Regions from separate parts of the Macaca mulatta genome. Here region 2 is linked to region 1. A link is a contact called in public Hi-C data. All regions are on one chromosome and are shown on one strand. The core of a region is the stretch at or near the end of the contact, and the rest is flanking DNA. Distances in the headings are between cores, read along the strand shown. Region 1 holds the start of TMEM11 (transmembrane protein 11). Region 2 holds the start of NATD1 (N-acetyltransferase domain containing 1).

Region 1 (3,415 bases), core at 449-2,948:
GCCCGGTCTAGGGGCGGGGGGGGGGTGTTTCTTGATTGTGCTAAGGAGTTTGAATCACACACTATAAGTGATGAGGAACGGTGAGAGGATTGTAAGCAGCTAAAACTGTGGTAGAATGTGAGCTGTAAGGAAATCAAAAGGAATCCTCAACAATGAGAGGGTCGCCTTTCCTTCTGCTGGCCGTCCTGCTGTGGCCTGCGGTGGGTGGGGACGGGGGTTCCACTACACGGAAGTGTGACACGCCGGGCTGGACTTCTTCTAGGCTGAATTTGGGGCAGATTTTTGCATTTGTTTTGCTCAAGTATTTATGGGGCCAACTAATATGTTTAGCAACGTTGTGTGTGGGAGCAGTAGAGGAACTGAGAAGTTTACAAACTGTAAGAGATCCCCCAAAGAGTCCACAGGTCTGAGGCAGCAGCACCTGGGAATCTCTGGGTTCCAGTTAGTCCTTCCTGACTGACTCGTTACAGCAGTGTCCAGACAAGGAGATGTCAGGTCCTGGGGCAGGGTTCCCGTCAGGTGGGATGGTTTAGCCCCGCATCTGCTTTCAAAGATCCCGAGATTGGCCGGGCGCGGTGGCTCAAGCCTGTAATCCCAGCACTTTGGGAGGCCGAGACGGGCGGATCACGAGGTCAGGAGATCGAGACCATCCTGGCTAACACGGTGAAACCCCGTCTCTACTAAAAATACAAGAAAATTAGCCGGGCGAGGTGGCGGGCGCCTGTAGTCCCAGCTACTCGGGAGGCTGAGGCAGGAGAATGGCGTGAACCCGGGGGGGCGGAGCTTGCAGTGAGCCGAGATCGGGCCACTGCACTCCAGCCTGGGGCACAGAGCAAGACTCCGTCTCAAAAAAAAAAAAAAAAAAAAAAAAAAGATCCCGAGATTATGCCGTCGCAGCGGACAGGACAAGAGTGGGTGCGTGGCAGGGACTGAGTCTGAGGCCTGGAGGCCCTGTCTGAAACAGGGCTGTCGCTGTCGCAGGGCCCTCTCTCCTTCAAGCAGTTATCATACAGCTATTCCCCTTCCTTGCGTTCAGACCCTCTCCTCTAACAGCCTGCACCTGCAAGCAGGGACCTCCGTGGCAGCCGGGACAGCGTGTCTGTCTCGGCCTCCCCAAAGTACCCCGGAGTCTGAATTGGGCGGGGGATGGTGCGGGAGCAGCGCCTGACTCCGAGGAGGACCCGGGCGGCGTCTCCCGCCCCTCGGTGACCTTATGGGCCAAGGCTGTGAAGAGCAGGCGGGGCGACGCGGAGGGGCCGGGCGCTAGAGGCCCGCAAACAGCGCGGCGGTCCCCGGCAGGAGACGCGGCCTGGCGGGCCGGGACGGCGGCGCCGGGCGCCTACGCGCGGTGCTCTGGGAGTTGTAGGCACTTTCCTCTTCTCTCTCCTTCAGCTGGCTGGCTCTCGAAACCCAAGGACCTACCGGTGGGTGGGCGCCTGTGACTCCCAGGCTGCGAACGCCGGGAACTCAGTTTCTTCAAAAATGTCTGAACCCAGGACTGCTCCTGGGGGTCCTCGCGCCCTCGCAGAAGGACTACGGGCCCCGGCGACCCCGGGGGCGGGGCTTCTGGCGCGCTGCCTTGTGGGCGCGGTAGTTCCGCCAGGCCCGGCTTCCGCCTGCCGAGCGTCCCGGGACAGCGGGCCGGACTACACTTCCCGTCGGCCCGCCTGCTCTCCCGATGCCGCCTTGGCGCGAGACGTTGGCAAGCGGAGTGTCTCCAAGATGGCCGCTTGGGGAAGGAGGCGTCTTGGCCCGGGCAGCAGTGGCGGCAGCGCCCGAGAGAGGTGAGATCCAAGGGCTTGTTGCCCACGGTGCAGGCGGCTCAGGGGCCGGAGAGCCCAGCGCGGCCTCCGGGGGCTGCAGCAGCCTTCCTGCCCTGGTATCCCCGGGCTCCCCCGACCCCCGCCTGGCATACGGGGTTCCAGTTCCGGAGGATCCGGGATCCGGGTAGGAGCGAGGTCGAAGGCTTCGGCGGAGAGCTTAGGGGAAGGGGCGTTAGCCGGGCTGGGTAAGGTGGGCAGCGGTCATGCGGGGTGGGGCTCGAGGCCGGGCCGTGCGGAGAGGAACTGGCGCCCAGCGCAGGCCTCAGGGACCCGCCTAGCCGCGGGCTGATCGGCACCCTTCCCGCTTGGCCGCGCGCGTGGCCATCTCGCCCGCGGCCCCCGACGTGGCGAGGAAGGCAGGGCCCCTGGAGAGAGAAAGAAGGTGAAGCCTTCACAGAGCAGGCCGGCTGCGGCAGGGGTAGTTTGATCTGCACGTTTACCAGGGAGCTTTAGCTCCCACCACATGTGTCTCTTCCGGGCCCGGAGCCGTCCACTTCCTCGAGGGGCGATTCTGGAGACTTTTGGATGGTTCTGTGCAAGCGCTCCTGCCGTGGAAGTCAATTAAAGTGACCTTTCCTAATGAATGGTGTGTGGGTAGGGAGCTAGGAGCGTGTTTCTTCCAACAGAGACCTCCATTTGAGTAACTGATTTCTAGAAGATGAGATTGGAGTAGTTTCCGTGTTACATGTTCAAGTTGCAGTTTTTGCTTCTGGGAAGCAGTTTCAGCTAGTGGAAGCCACTAGAAGCTGTTCAGCCGCTAGAAGTTTTGGGAGAGGATGTATATTGGTGGAGCCACCTGGATGAACTATCCGCTAAAGCTTGATTGTTAACAGCAGCGGTCAGCAAAAAAGGAAAGTTTTGGTTTTGCTGTTGTTGTTTTTTTCCCCGTCTCTTTGGTGAAGATTGTCTAACCAGAAAATTTCTCTGCCTGTCAACTACTCTGCATTATTCCTTTTCTATGACTGATTCCATCCCGTGTTCATTGCTATTGCTTGCAGATGGCTTTCCCAGCTGGGAAGATTCTTCCTGTTTGGCAGTTGTGATAGAGTCCGTTAGCTTGCTTGCACTTTATTCTTGAGCCCAGTTAGCCAACGTCGCCCATTCTGCATTTCCTCTTCCTTGGAAAAGCAGTGGTAAACACACTTTTGTTTTTTTAACTCCCGCCTGGTATTTCTTAGATTGGACCATTTAAATAAGTTACCTCAGTGGTTTTCAGATGCCCTTAAAAACTAGCAAACATTTTCAAGATATTCAATGCAAACAGTAATAGGAAATAACCTGTTTAGAAAACAAAGTTTTAGAAACGTTCGCCCTCTTGTTGGACTAAAAGCAACTGAAGAGAGCCTTATAGGGATGCCTCAGGCAGGGAACAGGAGCCTTGCCAGCACAGGTTAAGCTTTTATTGATCTAAGAAAATAGATCCTGAGAATTGTTTTTGCTTTGGCTTGAGACAAGTATTTATTCAAAATGGAGTTGGCAAATCAGCAGTGCATCAGCTGGAGCCAGTGCTTGACTGTTGAACCTCAACAGTTTTTAAGAGAATTTAAATTAGTTGCCAACAGATTTCACATAAAACGCTCCCTGAAAAGCTG
Region 2 (3,415 bases), core at 584-3,083, 42 kb before region 1:
AGGATTTTCTCAGTAAATATATCTGACAAAGTAATGGCTTGAGCCAGGTAGGCAGAGGTAGCAGTGAGCCAAGATGGCGCCACTGCACTCCAACCAGGGTGACAGAGTGAGACCCTGTTTCAAAAAAAGAAAAAGAAAATATTTGAATACACCTATGACTTGTAAGCCCTCACCACCTTCTGGATGGCTGAACCAATGTACACCTTACAGGTGTTAGGTCTTTGCCTGTAACTTCTGTCTCCCTAAAATGTATAAAACCAAGCTATAACCCAACCACCTCCGGCACATGTTCTCAGGACCTCTTGAGGCTGTGTCCAGGATCATAGTCACTCATATTTGGCTCAGATTAAGCTCTTCAAATATTTTACAGTTTGGCTTTTTTTGTTAACACAACGGAATAATTACTCAGTGGTGAAAAAGATGCAACAACAGGGATGAATTTCACAGATAAAATATTGAGCAAAAGAAACTGGACATCAAAAGTACACATTGGGCTGGGTGCGGTGGCTCATGCCTGTAATTCCAGTAGTTTGGGAGGCCAAGGCGGAATGGATCACCTGAGGTTGGAAGTTTGAAACTAGCCTGGCCAACATGGTGAAACCCTGTCTCTACTAAAAATACCAAAATTAGCCGAGCGTGGTGGTGTAGGCCTGTAGTCCCAGCTCCTCAGGAGGCTGAGGCAGGAGAATCACTTGAACCCAGGAGGCAGACCCTGCAGTGAGCCGAGATCAAGCCACTGCACTCCAGCCTGGGCAACAGAGCGAGACTGTCTTAAAATAAATAAATAAATAAATAAATAAATAAATAAATAAATAAATAAATAAAATAGTACATATTGTATGATTCTGTTTACATGATGGTCTAGAGAAACCTAATTAGTCAACAATGCTAGAAGTCAGGGATAGTGGTTAAATCAAAGGGTAGGGCATTGCTGGGAAGAGGGCCCTAGGAAACCAGCAATGTTCTGTATTTTGATTTGGATGGTGGTCACGCGGGTATGAACATGAAGCTTACACCGTAATTAACAAAATATTAAAAGTAACCTGTGTGATTCACTGCACAGCTATGGGCAACAGGAGTGCCCCTTCAGGTGAACGAGAGGGGAGGGTTGGGATCTAAGGTTGAGCCTTGAAGAGCCTAATTAAGTCGCCTTTCAAAGAAGTCTGAGCCCCAAGAGTCCTGTGTGCCTTCAATCAAGTCCCTGCCCCTTTCTGGGATTCAGCCTCCCCATCTGTGGAGTGGATCCAAGGATCCCCGAGGCCTCTTCCCGCATTTCCGCCTCCCTTGGGAGAGGTGGCATTTCACTTCTATCCCAAACAAGGCTTCACAGGACAATTCCTTCCCAGGAGCCAGTAGCCACCCAGGCTGCGCACACGGGTGGGTACGTGCTCCTAGCACCAGTAGCCCTAGGGCACTAACTGCGTGAGAATTCATGCATGTCTTTCATTGCCTTAGGCTTCTATTTGCTCAACTGTAAAATGTAGCCAAGCATACCTATTTCTCAGGTTTCTGGTGATAAATTTCAGCGCAGTGTTTACTGAGCGCTTCCTGTGCTCCAGGGCTTTGCTGTACACAGGTCGTGCACACAGCAAGTGCTTAATAAATGGTGGCTGCCATACAGGTTATTACGTCTTTTTAAGAAGGGTCCTTGCAGGGGTACCAAAGTTGCACGTGGGACAAACGCAGGACGGAAAAGCAGCCCGGCGCCCGGCGGCGTCCCGTGTTGTTTTGTTTGGGGCTGCGAGCGGAACGCGGCCGGCGCGGTCCCTTTAAGAGGTGACTGGAATGTATCAAAACAAAAAGGCCGCGCGTCCACTGGCTGCGCGCCGCACGTGACCTCACAGCTGATTTCCTGGCCCCCCCACCTCCTTTTTGTTGCTGCCGCCGCCGCCGAGTGTCAGTTTCAGCGCCGCCGCCTGCGGTCTCCCAGGCCCTAACTACCCCACCGCCTGCCGCCTGCGCCCGCGCCCGAGCCCCGCCGCGCGCCCGGGCCCTCGCCGCGCGTCCGGGCCCCCGCCGGCGCCGCCCGGGTCCCAGCGCCGCAGCCCCGCGCGCAGATGGCGCACTCGGCGGCCGCCGTGCCGCTGGGCGCGCTGGAGCAGAGCTGCCCCATCCGCGTGGAGCACGACCGCCGGCGCCGCCAGTTCACTGTCCGGCTCAACGGTAACGCGGCCCCGGTCCGCCCCGACCTTTTGTCTGCGAGCGAGCGGGACCCGCCGGGGCCGCCCCCTTTCTGGGCGCCCGTCCCCCGCGCGCCCGCGGCCCGGTCCCGGCCCGCCGCCCGGGAAGGCTGTTGCGAGCGTGCGCCGCGGGGTGGTCTCGGGCGGCCGGAGCTCCGGGCGCGAGCTGGGTTGCCCTCGGGGCCAGGTGGGGGCGCGGTCGGCGCTCCGGGAAGTGGAACGGGCTGGGCGGGGTCAGACTACCCGAGAGAACAGGGGCCAGGGCGGACAGGGGCCCCTGGAAAGGCAGAGGCAGGAGCTGGGGCTGCGCGGGTCTCCAGTCTCAGCCGCAGGGGAACCGCACCTGCTCAGGCCCAGTTGTTCAGGGCTGTTGGGCACCCACTGAAGGCTCCTGTTGGAGATCCTGGGAAGGTGGTCAGCGGTGACCTGTCCCCTTCTGCGGGTGTTATATGGCTTCTTGCTGCCCCTGGGAATCTTAGTCTTTCTACACTTGGGAGGTCTGCGGACCTGGGGCTGACCGCAAAAGGGGCTTGTGGTCCCTTGCGGGGAGTGTTGGAGGGGGATGACTATCACTATCAAGACTTCAGTGGCTCTGGGACTGGCCATTTGCCTCACTTCTGTGTGCCTCAGTTTTTCCCTCTCTGCAGTGGGAATAACACCAGTGCACACCCCACTGGCTAGCTGTAAGGATGAAAGACTGTGACAAATGTAAAGGATCAGACCAGCTCGTGGGGCATTAATAAGTGCTGGTAATTGTGGCCGGATGGTGATTCGTGAAGCCAGAAAGCAAGGGCAAGTCCTCCTTTAGTGTAGAGAAGTTTTTGTTTTTGTTTTTTGGAGACGGAGTCTCACTCTGTCACCCAGGCTGGAGTTCCTGTGGCACAATCTCGGCTCACTGCAACCTCTGCTTCCTGGGTTCAAGTGATTCTCCCGCCTCAGCCTCTCGAGTAGCTGGGATTACAGGCACCCACCACCACGCCCAGCTAATTTTTGTATTTTTAGTAGAGACAGGCTTTCACCATGTTGGCCAGGCTGGTTTTGAACTCCTGACTTCAGGTGATCCACCTGCCATGGTCTCCCAAAGTGCTGGGATTACAGGAGTGAGTCACCACGCCCAGCCGGTGTAGAGAAGTTTTGACTGGCCCATCCCGCTCAGGAGGTCCCAAAACTACAAAAACAGGGCCATGAACTCCCTGTGGCCCACCTCGCCCCAGTGGGAATGTCCAAGCTGGACC

What was found. A called contact is a pair of places that touch in the nucleus more often than the background predicts.
Region 2: a contact with region 1 is called in a Hi-C map of blood, with 2.0 times the contacts expected there. The contact joins the promoter of NATD1 here to the promoter of TMEM11 in region 1. A contact is called at or near these places in 2 of 14 Hi-C or Micro-C datasets (blood and cortical neurons).

Annotation. Positions count from the first base shown.
Region 1 is chr16:22,103,832-22,107,246 of T2T-MMU8v2.0, reverse strand. TMEM11 (transmembrane protein 11) reads left to right here and starts at 1,698. Exons shown (of 2, transcript NM_001266370.1): 1 at 1,698-1,784. The coding sequence starts at 1,723.
Region 2 is chr16:22,146,256-22,149,670 of T2T-MMU8v2.0, reverse strand. It overlaps NATD1 (N-acetyltransferase domain containing 1), which reads left to right and starts at 1,833. Exons shown (of 3, transcript XM_015118822.3): 1 at 1,833-2,163. The coding sequence starts at 2,058.